2 separate regions of the Mus musculus genome follow, and region 2 is linked to region 1. A link is a contact called in public HiChIP or PLAC-seq data. All regions are on one chromosome and are shown on one strand. Each heading gives the region's core, a stretch centred on a gene start, on an enhancer-like site or on the middle of the called end of the contact. The rest is flanking DNA. Distances are from core to core; before and after follow the strand shown.

Region 1 (3,295 bases), core at 776-3,275:
CTAGCCCAGGATGGCCTTGAACTCTTCATCTTTCAGCCTTTACATCTCAAGGGCTGAGACTAAGGCCTGACTGCCATACCTGATGCTCGTTTCCTTTTAAACATGCATATATCTGAGCTATCTTTAAATAAGACTATGATCACAGGCCAGGGGCATGGTTAATGCACGAGTATAGCTAAATCACTTGTCACATAAGCATGAAGAGTCTCAGATCTCCAGGACTCATGGAAAGACGCTGTGTGGGTACAGCAGCCCACCAGAGATCCCAGTGGAAGATGGAGCAGGAGATTACAAACGTACATTTTTTTTAAAAATGACCTTTCCAGTAAATCCAAAAGCCTTGCTTTCACATCAGATTTTCCTCATGTCACATGCTAATTTAATGTTATGGACCATACTCATCTCATGTCTATCTCATCTCATATTCTATCAAAAACATAGTTCTTATTTTGTGGCAAAACTGCATTTGCCTTTGACTCCGAGGCCCCGAAATCAAGTCCAACACATCTACTACCTTGGAAGTACTCCTGGCATTCCCACTAATTTTACAAACACAACTACAAAACTTAAATGACTATATTGCTATTACTGGGGCTAGGGATATCGTTCAATTGGTAGAATATGTTTCTACCATGCACAGGGACCAGGGCTTGATCACTATTACCACAAATATCAGCTATGATGGCACACACTTGTAATCCCAGCACGTGGGGGTTTAGAGGCAGGAGGTACAGAAAATGCATGAATCCGGCTACACGGTGAATGTAAGAACAAGAACAGACTGGGATACAAGATCTCCCATCTCAAAACACACACAGTCTATGGCTACCAAAAAAAATTCAAATTCAGGAGGAAAAAAAGCAAATACATCTTAAAATGTAATGGCCAAGGGCTCAAGAGAGAAACTAAGGAAGCAAACGCCCTTGAAGGACACCCTTGAAGCCATCTCTGCGGGGCAGTCTAACCCTGATTCTGGTTCCCACATCAAAGCACTAACAACTGACTTGGCATAAAGACATAAACAAAAGGAACTGTGTTTTCCACAAAATGAAGTTCTGGGCCATGAGTGGTAACAAACACATGATTAACACCTTTAACCCCAGCACTATGCAGGCAAAGAGAACAACAGCCTGGTCTATATAAGGTCCAGGCTATGCAGTGAGACCCTGTCTCAAAACATCAAAAATAAATAAATAGTTTGAAATCGTTAGTTCTATAATTACTACTATTCACTTCTCTTCCTTCTAATTATGTTTCTTTTGTTCACTTGTTTTCTGTGGCTTGAGACAAGGTTTCCCTGTGTAGTCCTGGCTGTTCTAGAACCCAAGGATCAGCCTGTCTCTGTCCTCCCAGGACTGGTATTAAAGGCATGCACCACCATGCCCAGTTCAAAATCAAGTTTCTAAAACATTATTTAACACACTATAATTTTCAACTTCTAGTCATCAGTAGAATTCATTTATTCACCTTTTTTTGTTCCTAAATTCAAAATCAACTGTGGATCTTCTGTTCTTATTTTCAAGTCTGGTTTTTATACTCCATAAACAAAGTTAACCTCATCTTTCTCCTAGTCAAATTAGCTTTCATCCACAGAAAGTATTTCATAGTCTTAGTATCTTGAAACTATCTTTAACTTGAAACTTTTTTTTTTTTTTAGTTTTACTTCTGTCAAAACTGTATGAGAAAAAAGAATACAATAAAAACTTTTGGTTGAAGATTATTATCTTTTAAAAGATCACAAAAAAAAATTTGAGTTATTAACGATGTTGAGCAGTTATTAACGATGTGTTCTGGAAATTCACATTAGCTGTACCAATCCGTGCACTATACCTTCTAACAAATGTCAATAAAACTTCCTACCTTGCCAGAAAGGATTTCCCTGAGCCCGGCAGCCCTCTGAGAAGCACGAGAACTAAGCCAACGAAGGAGGTAGCCTTCTTCCTCACAGGCTGTGACGCTGGGGCCTCCTGCACCTGGTAAGCACTGGCTCCCTCACCGCCTCTCCACACTTTGGTTGGAGAGTTGTGGGAGATGATGGGGGGTGGGAACGTGTAGTTGACAGGTCTCCAGTGAGCAGCTGTGGTCACCACAGGGGCTACAAAGCCATGGTTTCCTTGAAAGAGATCAAAAGCAGGGATCATCGGGTTCCAGATCGGTGGTGGGGGCGGGGGCGGAAGGAGTAAGGGAAGAGGGGTGAGCACCGGGCAGTAATTCATATCCTTCCCCTTTGGTGGCAGTTCAGGATGTTTGTGCGGCTTGAAATTGAACCCTTCAGAGGGCACAAAAACATCAGGCGCAGAAGCCGACTTCTGATCCCCATCTGTACCTGGTAGGTCAGACCCTGAATTGTGCAGAGGGTGAGTTGAAGGAGCCTGAGGGTCACTGTTGCCCAAATCTGCAAGGGCTTGAGAATGCTGCGCACTAGGACACTCAGATTCTGAAAGATCTTTCTGTCTTTGGCTAAAATTGCCACAACCTCTAACAGAGCCATTTGTTGGATTTCCAGAGCTACTGAGAGGAGAGCCTTCTGAGTAGCCCCCTTCCAATGCCAATTTTGCACAACTCTCAGGCGCATTCAAAACTGAATGTGAAGTTGGTGGGTTTGAACCTGGTAAAGAAGCAGAACTCTTGAGAGTTTCGCTGTTTGAGCTCGTGCTCTGTACAGAAAGAAGAGAAGTCATGCCACTTGAATCTGAGTTCATAAAGGTGGAAGGGTCGTTAAAACTATTAGCATCTTGCAGAGGTGAGAATGGGTATACTTGGTCATCAGGAGGAGAGTTTAATTTCTCAAAAGCGTTCTGTATTAAGGAATCCAAGTCCTCAGTTAGCTGCATATCCAAAAATGAATCCAGCTTGGAATCTTCACCCTCGCCTTCGGGATGGCACGTCTCCATTACTGAGTTTCCTGCTGCACCAGGCTTGCTGTCACGATCACCAGAAGTCTGTGCAGACGACTCTGCCCCCTTGGCATCAGTGGCAGACAATTCTAACAGACAATCCATGGCATTTTCAACTGCATGAGAACAAGAACAGCAACAACAACAACAAATGTATGTATGTATGTATGTATGTGTGTGTATATATATATATATATATATATATACACACACACACACACACACACACACACATTGAAAATGTATCAATAGCCAAGTCATCTTTTAAAAACTGACACTACTCTAATACATCAAAATCTACACTAGAGAAGTATTAATGATAGAGCCATGGAATGGTATTCTTTTCAATTGTAATAAGCTACTGTCAAGTACAAATTGAACAGTTTAATGAGTATATA
Region 2 (3,349 bases), core at 36-2,535, 150 kb before region 1:
AAGGTTTCACTTTACAGCCCCCCTACCTCAGCCACCTAAGTACTGAGATTAGAGGAGTGAGCCACCAAGCCCTGATTACTGAATTGCAGTTTGTATTCACTCTTCTTCCAGCAATGTGAGAGGATACAGAGCCTAAAGATGAAATTAGCATAGCTTTAGGCTAGTGTGGGAGAGATACTTAAATGCATGTACCACGGGATGTGGGCGGTTGATCTGACAAAGAGATGGCTACTATGTATCCAGTGGGCAGGGACCATACAGAATTGATACACTGGACAAAGGAGCAATTCCCCTCCTGGGTGGCAGGCCAGCAGGAGATTTTATTATGCTACTAAGAACAGTGTCAATTTGAAATTTGTGAATTGTTTATCTCTAATTTTTTCATTCAATATGTTTTTCATCTTTTATTCATTATTGAAAAATTTACTTACATATACAACGGATATTGCCCATATCTACCCCCACATAGAAAGGTAGAACGACCCCAGTGATGTACCTGGAGTTACCACCCCTACCTTTGGCTGCCTATATTTGTATGAGCAAAAACTACATTTTTTAAACTTTTTATAAAACCAGTAATTTCAGCTTTTCATTTTCAAGTAAAATAAAATCAATCTCATACCAAAAAAAAAGTAAAACTTTTTTTGAAATTTTCTTCCAGAATTACCACGAAAGAAATAAAAAGATTTCATCCCTAAAAGCTTGATTCCTTCTTAAAGAGGAGGGCCATTGGGCACAGTGGCGCACGCCTTTAATCCCAGCACTCAGGAGGCAAAGGCGGGTGGATCTCTGTGAGTTTGAGGCTAGCCTGCATTTCACTTCCTCTGACTTTTGTTTATTGACATGGTCTCATGGTCTCACTTTAGACAAAGCTTGGCCTAGAACGCATTATGTAGCCAAGTAGCCTTGAGTTTAGCGCAATCCCTCTGCCTCAGTCTCCGAAATGCTGGGGTTATAGGCATGCACTGCTAAGCCAGACTTTACTTGCTTTGTTAAATCATTAAAACAAATGTTTACTCTTTAGAACAAACGCTCTCCAGGAAAGCTCTCTCGCTGGTTCTTTACTCCTGAGCATCTCAGCATTCTCTGCCAGTTTATAAGAACTTAGGGAGAACTGGGGGACCTTTAGGTATGCTGCAGAGAAAGTGACACTTTGAAGGCTGTAGGCCAAGCCTCAGTGGGACCACTGTGGATGGGAAAAGAAGAGGCAAGAGAGGGCCAGGAAGGGTGGTGGCACACAGGTTCTCTCTAACCTCCTCTCAAGATGCAGGAATCACCCATGACCAGCAGAGGGCAGCAGGAGATGACCGTCCAGGGTTCCTCATAGGCACATGACTTCAGGTCTCAGTATAGACTCAGGTCTCCTGGGTTTCTGTGTCCAACGTCATATTGCCCAAGACTTTGTCAAAATGGAGTCACTTCCTGAAAAAAGGAGGCTGGTTCTACTGTTTTTACGTGCTGGTCTTAGACATTCCTTCTCTCGAATCTACTTTTTGTCATAGCTACAACATGTCCAATGTTTTCTTAAAGTTCTCTTGTGCTAATCACTAAGATCTTTGAAATTTTGACTGATATTTTATTATCATTTATATATATATATATATATAGCGGATATGTACTGATAATTGATAATGTTATCGATAATTTAAAATTGATAATGATTTGTATGTGTCATTTACATGTCACTGATATGTAAATATCACTGATATGTGACCATTTATACATGCATAGAACCTCTCAGTAGAAAATCAAATTGCTTCAGCTAGTGAATTACTCTCTTAAATCCTCTTTGGCCCAGTGCAGAAGACAACATCACCATCTCCGTTTTCTAGACAGGAAAATGACATTCAAACAAGTTAGATAGATTTCAGGAGACTTTTCACAAAAGCTGGCATTGCAACTGGTTGACCTGCAGAATTACTTCGACCCAAGACAGGAGGCAGAGGGGAGCCCCCAGCCTTTCAGGTCAGAGGGAAGTGGCTCTGACTCCCACCCCTGCTAGAACAATTCCTCCCCTTCAGCTGAGCTCTCTCTGCTTCTTCCTTTTCTTCCTCTTCTGTCGCTGAAGAAGAATGTCTGTCTCCCTAAACCTGAATGCTCCCGAATGCATTCCTCATGAGTCAAGGCTGCAAATTCCAGGACAGAAATAAAAGCCGGGGGCGGGGGGGACCATCATTGAAATGCCCAGAGGGTCACAATGCACCTGTCGGAAACAACCCAGAGGGAAGCTGGCAATCTGAACTGGAGTGCGTGCTATGTGTCCAAGTGACTTCTCATCTCTAAGAATAATGGTGACAGGTGCCGGGGTAAGAGAAACCCTAAACTCTGCCACTTGCTGGCTGTGTGACCTTGGGTGAGCTGTCTCCACTCTTAACTTCCCCATCTGTGGGAGAACAGCCGTCTTGTCGCAGCAACCCATGTATCATAACAATTAATACAGGATCTATAAGCTAGTGTAAAATGTCCTTTAAAAATTATATGGGGTGGAATGGAGGCATGTGCACATGTCACAGAGGCAGGGCCATCGGATCACCTGGAACTTGAGTCACATTACAGGTGGTTCTGAGTCACCTGGTGTAGGCACTAGAAACAGAACTCATGCCCCATGCAAGAGCAGTCTGTGTCAGCCTTCATAGCCAGCCCCCCAGTGTTTTCTAAACTACTGTGAAAGCAAAAGGAACATTCATTTTAAGAATCCAGTCAACTTCGGGTAAATCACAATAGCTGGTAAATAGTGCCTTTTCTACTTGCAGATTTCACCTGAAGGTTGTTTTCTTTTTGCTTTTGTTTTTGTTTGTTTTGTTTGGTTTTGTTGATAAGGTGAAAGACTCATTCCAAAGACAAGAAGAAATGCTGAACTGCAGTATCCCTGACCCAAACTCCTATTTCAGACCCCGATTCCCCATTCGCTAACATGCGTAAGAGTTGGGGGACTACAGGAAGAAGAAGCCAGAGGGATGGATACGCTTGGTTCACATATATTCCCCTTCCTCCCAAGCATTGCTGGGTCCCAGCACTAGAGAGGAGAGGCATCAGCCACAACATTGAGGGGCTACACTCCCGCTTTCATCCACTCCATTCGGGCACTCAGGGAGACTTGCATCTTGTCATTCACTTTCTGGCCTCCATGTGATAGTACCCCATCATTTTTCTAAGCCCCCATCTACCATACAGCCATGTTATCATGAGCAACGTGGCTACCACTCTACTACCTACATTGGACGCCACAATTTGGAGTAAGAAATGGGACGTGATCAGGGAAACAAAACATCTTGAGCCACAGGTCATTTCTAAAACCTTGTGTGCAATGGAATCAGCTACAGGAAGCCTTCTGAGTACCCGGTATTGA

Evidence for each region. HiChIP or PLAC-seq counts read pairs in DNA pulled down with a chosen protein or histone mark.
Region 2: an H3K27ac HiChIP or PLAC-seq map of double positive thymocytes shows a contact between it and region 1, with 6 read pairs. The contact joins two enhancer-like sites. A contact is called at or near these places in 12 of 39 promoter capture datasets (the 3T3-L1 cell line, the HPC-7 cell line, embryonic stem cells and 7 more), 1 of 15 datasets of contacts at CTCF or cohesin (large pre-B cells), 2 of 484 Hi-C or Micro-C datasets (bone marrow-derived macrophages and centrocytes), 4 of 115 datasets of contacts at active chromatin or transcription factors (the 230-238 cell line, double positive thymocytes, embryonic stem cells and 1 more) and 4 of 9 other capture datasets (adipose tissue, embryonic stem cells, liver and 1 more).

The regions. Positions count from the first base shown.
Region 1 is chr5:65,789,736-65,793,030 of GRCm38.p6, reverse strand. N4bp2 (NEDD4 binding protein 2) reads right to left here. Exons shown (of 20, transcript NM_001024917.1): 6 at 1,861-3,013. The coding sequence starts at 3,002. Among named protein-coding and RNA genes, the nearest start is that of N4bp2, 28 kb to the right of the region's middle. Within about 2 kb of position 2,025, at least 37 of the 459 cell types and tissues checked have an H3K27ac peak or open chromatin away from gene starts, as enhancers often do. A contact at or near this core is called in double positive thymocytes, where this site is marked.
Region 2 is chr5:65,936,162-65,939,510 of GRCm38.p6, reverse strand. It overlaps a transcript of Chrna9 not described here. Among named protein-coding and RNA genes, the nearest start is that of 4930480C01Rik, 14 kb to the left of the region's middle. Within about 2 kb of position 1,285, at least 37 of the 459 cell types and tissues checked have an H3K27ac peak or open chromatin away from gene starts, as enhancers often do. A contact at or near this core is called in double positive thymocytes, where this site is marked.